Linked DNA regions of Mus musculus: region 2 is linked to region 1. A link is a contact called in public promoter capture Hi-C data. All regions are on one chromosome and are shown on one strand. Each heading gives the region's core, a stretch centred on a gene start, on an enhancer-like site or on the middle of the called end of the contact. The rest is flanking DNA. Distances are from core to core; before and after follow the strand shown. Region 1 holds the start of Adora2a (adenosine A2a receptor). Region 2 holds the start of Gstt3 (glutathione S-transferase, theta 3).

Region 1 (3,533 bases), core at 20-2,519:
CTCACAGGTTGAGAACCACTGCTCTAGGAGGGTCCCCCTGGAGAAAGGTGCTGGGCCCTGGAATTGGAATGGTTGAGAGAGAGGAGGGATCCCCAGAACTGGCCAAGAGTTGGTCTCTACTTCATGAGTCCCCATATCCCCTTCAATGGGGCATTTTTAAGATAGTCATCCCAGGACACGAGTCTTGACAGGAATGGGCAGGATAGTATTGCTCCCCCAAGAGAACTCAGGAACAAACACGCAGAGTCCAGTTTGAGAATAGACCCTAGCTTGATCGTGTCTCATCCTTACCCCTGCAAGGCACATGGCGACGCACGCCAGTGTCAGGGCAGCCCTTGGCACTGGTCCTGCTTGGTGATGGTTTTAGGCTTCTTAACTGAAGCTGAGATGGCAGTGCTCCAGTCTTCTGTGCTCCCTCCAGAGGATCTCAGGTTTAAAGCAAATTGCACGAAGGTCCCTACTCTAACCAGATCTGTAGACACAGGCACACCCTCTACCCCACAGATGCTGTAACACTGCGAGGGTGGGCTCATCAAATGGAAATAAAAGGTCAGACTTTGGAAGAATGAGCCTGAGAGATGGGGTGGGGGGCGTCCAAGTCAAGTCCTGGTAGATGACAATCACCATTTCAAAGGCAGACATTGGCACCTGCACTCACTATGTGCCTACTTCTGAAGAGATATTCCTTCCCATCCTGACTGCAGCCCCCCGGGGGTCTAGCCTGGCTCTCAGCAAGCCTCCCCTCATACTTTCCTCTAACCAGACAGCCTGTGGGTTGCAAAGGTTCTAGAAGACAAGGTTCCAGAAAGGCTGTGGCCTTGTGTGAAGGGCTTGCCCTGTTGTGAACAGATTGAGATTTGCAAATCCTTCCAGAAAGACAAGATTCCACTTTGGGTCCAGCTGCCTCCAGTCGTGAGAGGAGGAGATTCCCAGCCCAGAAGTCTGAGAGTCCTAGTTAGGCTGTGGTGCAGATGCACTCCCTCCTTGCTCAGTAGTTCAGAGAAGTAAAGATGTGGGGGAGGAGTCACGGTTCACAGGCATCAGAGATGTAAGAACTGTAAAGGACCAACCCCCCTCCGCCCCCAGCCCCGGCCTAGGGTCGGGTGTGAAGCAGCTTGGGTCATAACAGCATCAGGGCAGCTTAGCTCCGATAAAGGGCAAAACTGGGAGGACCAGAGTGGCATAGACAGCCTAATGCCTTGTGGAGGAGCCACCGGAGAGGGGTGGGGCGCCAAGGCTTCATGGGTGGGGGCACTCGGGTGGGGGTGGGAGTGGCGCTGGAGGAGGCGGTCAGGACGCGTGGACCTGAAGCGCCCACGTTGGGGCGAAGGGTGCTTTGCTGCCGGACCCATCACCACCTCGCCCTTCCAGAGACAGTTTCCCCTGGTTCCCGCCTCGAGGCCTCGGTTTCCCCCAGCAGCGGGGCGGGGCGGGAGCAGCGCTGGTTTCGAAGTCGCCTGCAGGGTGCGCCCATGAGCGGCGCGGCCGGAGCTGGAGCCCGAGCGGTCGCTGAGACGGTGGGAGCCAGAGCAAGAGGCAGGTCAGCGGGGGTCCTGGGTCCCGGGGACCCTGGGGGTTTTCGGGTGGGCATCTTGGCGGTTGTGGCCGTCGGAGGCTGCGGAGCCTGGAGGTCTGAGCGAACCAGGGTCCTCCCGCCCCTCGGAGCGCCCGCCGCTCCCTCCGACCCTTCTTCCTTCCTGCTGTCGGGAGGGGAGTTCGCGGGTGCCGAGGTCCGAGCCTGCCCTGGCCACTTCGGGAGCGGTAGCAGCCCGGGTCCTCGGCGCGGTCACATCTCAAGTGTGGTGCCATCGGGGCGGTCCTCGGCGACCGGAAAGTGCTCAAGGGCAGCTAGGGAGGAAGGGGCTCGAGTAAGGCAGGGTAGCGGGATGCCTTACAGTCGTCTAGACCCGCCGGCGACACGAGCTGCTACAGCCGTCGATTTGTCGCCGCGCGGAGGGGACTGAACCTGCAAGCACACAAGTCCCTTTAGGGCGCGTCCCTACCAAAGCTAGGCTGCGGACGTCGAGGCGCGGCCGGAGGTAGGCGGGTCAGACTCTCGGGTTGGGGGTTCAAGCGGGCACCGGCTGCTTCGGGGAAGGCACGGCAAGAGCAGGGGAGTTTGGAACCCGGGGGAGGGGAGCATCCTGTTGACTGTGGTGGCGGGAACTTAGGGCACTGCGGAGAGTCCAGTGGACAACAGGGTGGGTGCCTGGGGGTGCCCAAAGCAGGGGTGCAAATGGCGGGAACGGTAACAACTCTCAAGGGTTTGGCAGAGGATGGGCACTGCCTTTGGAACCTTTAGACTAATCTTGCCCGCCCATGTAATGGGAGGAGCAGGAATTCACAGTGGACCAGAGAGACAGATGCAGCAGCCAGACAATCGCCAGGACTCCTTCTCCCCAGAATGGCTCAGGAGGGATTTGAATCCCTCTCCTTACCCAACCATAGACTGCACTTTGCCTCCCTGAGATGAGAGCCTGTTCTCTGTCCTTCTACCTGGGACTCTGTGCTGGTTGCCCGATCTCTGCCTCTACTGCCCAGCTCCTCCTCTACTCCCAGACCTCGTGGGCTTTCAGGAGGTTGCTCACAACCAACCAAGGATGTCCTAGGTGCCAGGACCCTTAAGACGATGATGGAGAGCTTTTCTGGGACAGGGAGTTAGGAAGGCTCTGCCTGTTTGGTTTTGTAGTCGCTGCTCAAAGATCGGTGGGTCCCTGAGTATGGTATCAAGATCTCAAAGCTCAGCCCTTGCATTCTGGGACTTCCCAGGTTCTCTCAAGTTCTAGTGTCTCTTGAGCAACCCCTAGCCAGTGCGCATTCCCTTAGAGGCTGACCATGACTGTTCTGGGCTGGGCTAGCCTTCCTGCTCATGGCTTGAAGTTAGGCTAAGGTCAGCCCACACAAGTAGTACGAGACAAACCGTGGGCCAGGCAGAAGAAGCAGTGGGTGATCTCCAGTGTCCTGCTAATGGGTCAAAGATTTTTGGTGTCCCAACCTAGAGTTTGATCTTGGCCCCTTGATGCACACTAACTAGGTGGCTGAGGGAAGGTCACTGTCCTGGAAAACCATTTTCCCACCTGTAGAGGAATGGTGTTCTTAGTAGTGCTAACACACAAGGGTATGGGGGTGGGTGGGAGAAGGGAATAAAAATGACAGTTTTTGGTTGGGTGTGGGGCAGGTTCAGGGGAAGAGGTGGTGGCAGTGGTGACTGGGGTGGGGACGGGTATGCTAGAGGGCAGGTCAGGGGTCTCCTCTGTTCTTAGGCTGGGTAACCCTGGAAGGGGAAGCAGAGATTGCCGTGAACAGAGGGAAATGTGGACAAGAGTTGGTTTGGGAGCAAGCATGTGGCTCCCAGGCATCAGGTTCTGCAAAGTCCAGGACCTGTCAGTGAGACCACAGTCCCTGGTGGCTCTCGGTTGTTGCCTGGATTTGATTCAGCAGCTCTTGCCTCTAACCTGCTCCTTCCTGAGCTACCCCCTCTCCCTCGAAGAAGCTAGAGCTCAATGGCCTTTTGGTAGCCCTGAGTAGTATGT
Region 2 (3,439 bases), core at 236-2,735, 460 kb after region 1:
AACTTTTATAGAGTTAACATCTAGAAGCAGGTGTGTTTGTGTGTGATCTGGGGGAGGAGGGGAGGAGAGGGGGGGTGAAGCGGGTCTGGCAAGCCTGTAATTCAGCTTCTTGGGAAACTCAACCAGTTCAATGTTTCACTGGGCTAACTGAGAGCGCAACACCGGGACTCACTTGCACCCCTCGCCTGACTGCCAACGGCTGCATAAGTTCAGCAGGCTGCAGACTTCCGGGCCAGCCAGCAAAGCCCACCTTTAAGCACCTGCATGGTATGAAGTTGTAAGAGGATGCTGTTGTTCTTACTGCGACTCTTTCTCAAAATGACAAGTAGAAAGAGCTTTGGGAGCATGGCTCGGTGGTGGCATATATAATAGATATCCTGGTTCGGTCCCCAGTAAAATACACACACACACACACACACACACACACACACACACACACACACAACTAATGGCACGCAAGCCTGGACACTGGAGGGGACTTGCTCTGGTGGACAGGAAACACACAAGAGTCTTGAGTGAAAGATCACCCACCCAAGCAAAACAACCCTTTTCTAGCCCAGCATGCAGAAATGCAAGACGAGGTTCCCTCATTTAGGAAAGGAGTTAGTTCAACTTTTTTTTTTCTCTCCAAAGTCTTTAAGAAGGATCACCATTCTTAAATCTCCAAAGGTGAGATTTTCAAGCCCAGCTCCCCTCCTCTCGCCGTAGCTTCCAGGGCGCCTTTGCATCCGGTATTGGGACTGATGTTATTCACTAGGAAAAGGTCCTTTAAAAATTCACAGCTGATAACTGATACAACTGCTTTCTCACGGGAGCGGCTTTTGCACACCTGGCCTGGCCAGTCACCCACCCGCTGCAGAGGTGGGAGGTGCTCCGTACAGAAGGCTGCACACTTCCCAGCCTGCCAACTGAGCCCACCTTTAAGCAGCTCTATGGTACGCAGCTGGAAGGGGATGCCGTTCTTCTTGGCGAAGATGTAGACAGCACGGCAGGGTTGGGACATCAGGTCCAGGTAGAGCTCCAGACCCATGGCGGAGGCTGTGGGAGTAGCCGCTGGCAGACCTCGGGAACTAGCCTCGGGTGAACTGCCTCTGGGGACAGAAGCCGGAGCAGCCGCAACGGCGAGCAGGAACGGCTGGGTCCCAGCTCCTCAAGTGCCTCTTAGCCTCGATCGGAGCTCGATCCCAATCTTCCTTCCCATTGGATGACCACAAGAACTTTGGGCCAATCAGTGCCGGACTGCAAGTTAACCCCCGAAACAGATGAACCTGAACTATGAGCCCGAGTCTTGGTTTGGAGCCAAACTGGCCCCTGTACCTCCGTGCTTCAGCCAAATGAGGAACGGAACCCAGTAAAGGAAAAACTGACACAACCGGCGTCTCTATTGGTGAATTTAGGGGCAGATTAGCCGTGCTAACTGCCCTCAAATTCACTTTCTTTCCCTCCACTCACAAAAAAGGTTGAGGGAGGAGTGGCTTCGGAGATCCTTGACACAGAAAGGAAGAAGGAAGTGAGACTACCAATCCCATCCAGTTCCTTGGGCCCAGGACTCAGGTTGGTTGTAATGAGTGGCCAAGTATGTAAATGCTAGGTCCACACCCCGTGAGGGAAATGATCAGGCCTCCTTATTCTTATTTATTTCACCCCAGCTAATCCCTCTAGCAGGAGGGAGGATTGAAGACATGCCTAGGATTGGATAAAACTTCTCCGCCTAATGCAAAAAAAAAAAAAAAAAAAGAAAAAGAAAAAGAAAAAAAAGAAAAGGAATCTTCAGTGGCAGCCAGGGGCACCTAAGTCCTATATGACATCATCATTTCCCCAAATCTCCAAATGATGGGGGAAAACCAACTAACCACCACCACCACCAACAACAACAACAACTACAACAACAACAACTACTACTACTACAAGGGCTGGAGAGATGGCTCAGCAGTTAAGAGCATTGACTGCTCCTCCAGAGGTCCTGAACCATCTGTAATGGGATCTGACATCCTCTGCCAGTGTGTCTGAAGAGAGTGACAATGTATTCATAGACATAAACAAATAATTCTTTAAAAAAAAAAGTGTCTTGGCACCACAGATTATTGGGAAACTTGAGAATGGCTTTGTCTTCCTGGTTCCAGACATTTTTTTTTTAATTCTTTAATTCCTTTTTACAGTTCAGTCTTCATCCCCCTCCAGGTCACTACCACCACCCCCATCTCCTGTCTCCTCTACCCCTCCTCTCCAAGAGGATGTCCCCACCCCACCCCCACCTCACCAGACCTCCTCACTCCCTGGGGCCTCAAGTCTCTCACTGAGGCCAGACCAGGCATTCCTCTGTTGTATATGTGTCAGGGGCCTCGAACCAGCTAGTGTATGCTGCCTGGTTGGTGGCTCAGTGTCTGAGAGATCTCAGAGGTCCAGGTCAGTTGAGACTGCCAGTCTTCCCATGGGGCTGCCCCTCCTCCTTAGCTTCTTCCAGCTTTTCCCCAATTCACAGGGGGGCCGAAGCTTCTGTCCATTGGTTGGGTGCTTGTGTCTGCATCTGACTTTCAGCTGCTTGTCGGGCCTCTCAGAGGGCAGTCATGCTAGGCTCCTGTCTGTAAGCACACCATAGCATCAGTAATAATGTCAGGCCCTGGGGCCTCTCCTTGAGCTGGATCCCAAGTTGGGCCTGTCACTGGACACCCTTTCTCTCAGGCTCTTCTCCATTTTTGTCCCTGCAGTTCCTTCAGACTGCAAGAATTCTGAGTCAGAACTTTTGACTGGGATGGGAATCCCATCCCTCCACTTAATGTCCTGTCCTGACTACAAGCTTCCCTCCCCACTGTAGAGCCCTTCATCCAAAGTCTCTCCCTTTTGAGTCCTGAGAGTCTCTCACCTCCCAGGTCCCCAGTTCATTCTAGAGTGTTCCCCCCACTTCCTACCTCCCGACCAGACGTTCTCTCTAAGGAATACCTATCCCCCTCGTTTAGTGTCTGTTTGCCATAGTGGAAGCTGACCTCTCTAAACTGGAAGGGAGAGGCCCCTTCATTTCCCCACCTCTTCCCTTTGGTGTGTAACGGGTCTCCACAAGTCACCTTTGTTTACCTCTCCCCGTCCCCACTCCCAACTACAGCAACATCCAATCTTTCAGCTTCCTTCCTGGCTGCCTTCCAGTCCACTCCCTCACCCCCAACTAGAATACTATCCCAGAACACAACTGAGCCCTTCATTCCTTTTTTTTTTTTTTTTTTTTTTTTTTTTTTTTGTAACTCCCTGAGACAGGGTTTCTCTGTAGACCAGACTGGCCTTGAACTCAGAAATCTGCTTGCCTCTGCCTCCCAAGTGCTGGGACTAAAGACATGCGCCACCACTGCCTGGCAAGCCCTTCATTCCTAGTCACAGTTTGTACCCAAGAGTTTTGAGCATGACCTCTGACCAGGTATTTCCTCCTCTTGACCAATTCTGTAGGTCA

The links. Promoter capture Hi-C pulls out the DNA fragments that hold promoters and counts their contacts.
Region 2: a promoter capture Hi-C map of second pharyngeal arch cranial neural crest shows a contact between it and region 1. The contact joins the promoter of Gstt3 here to the promoter of Adora2a in region 1. A contact is called at or near these places in 3 of 39 promoter capture datasets (cranial neural crest, neutrophils and second pharyngeal arch cranial neural crest) and 3 of 115 datasets of contacts at active chromatin or transcription factors (bone marrow-derived macrophages, memory CD8 T cells and pancreatic cancer cells).

Annotation. Positions count from the first base shown.
Region 1 is chr10:75,315,608-75,319,140 of GRCm38.p6, forward strand. It overlaps Adora2a (adenosine A2a receptor), which reads left to right and starts at 1,270. Exons shown (of 3, transcript NM_009630.3): 1 at 1,270-1,540.
Region 2 is chr10:75,779,929-75,783,367 of GRCm38.p6, forward strand. It overlaps Gstt3 (glutathione S-transferase, theta 3), which reads right to left and starts at 1,486. Exons shown (of 5, transcript NM_133994.3): 1 at 919-1,486. The coding sequence starts at 1,030.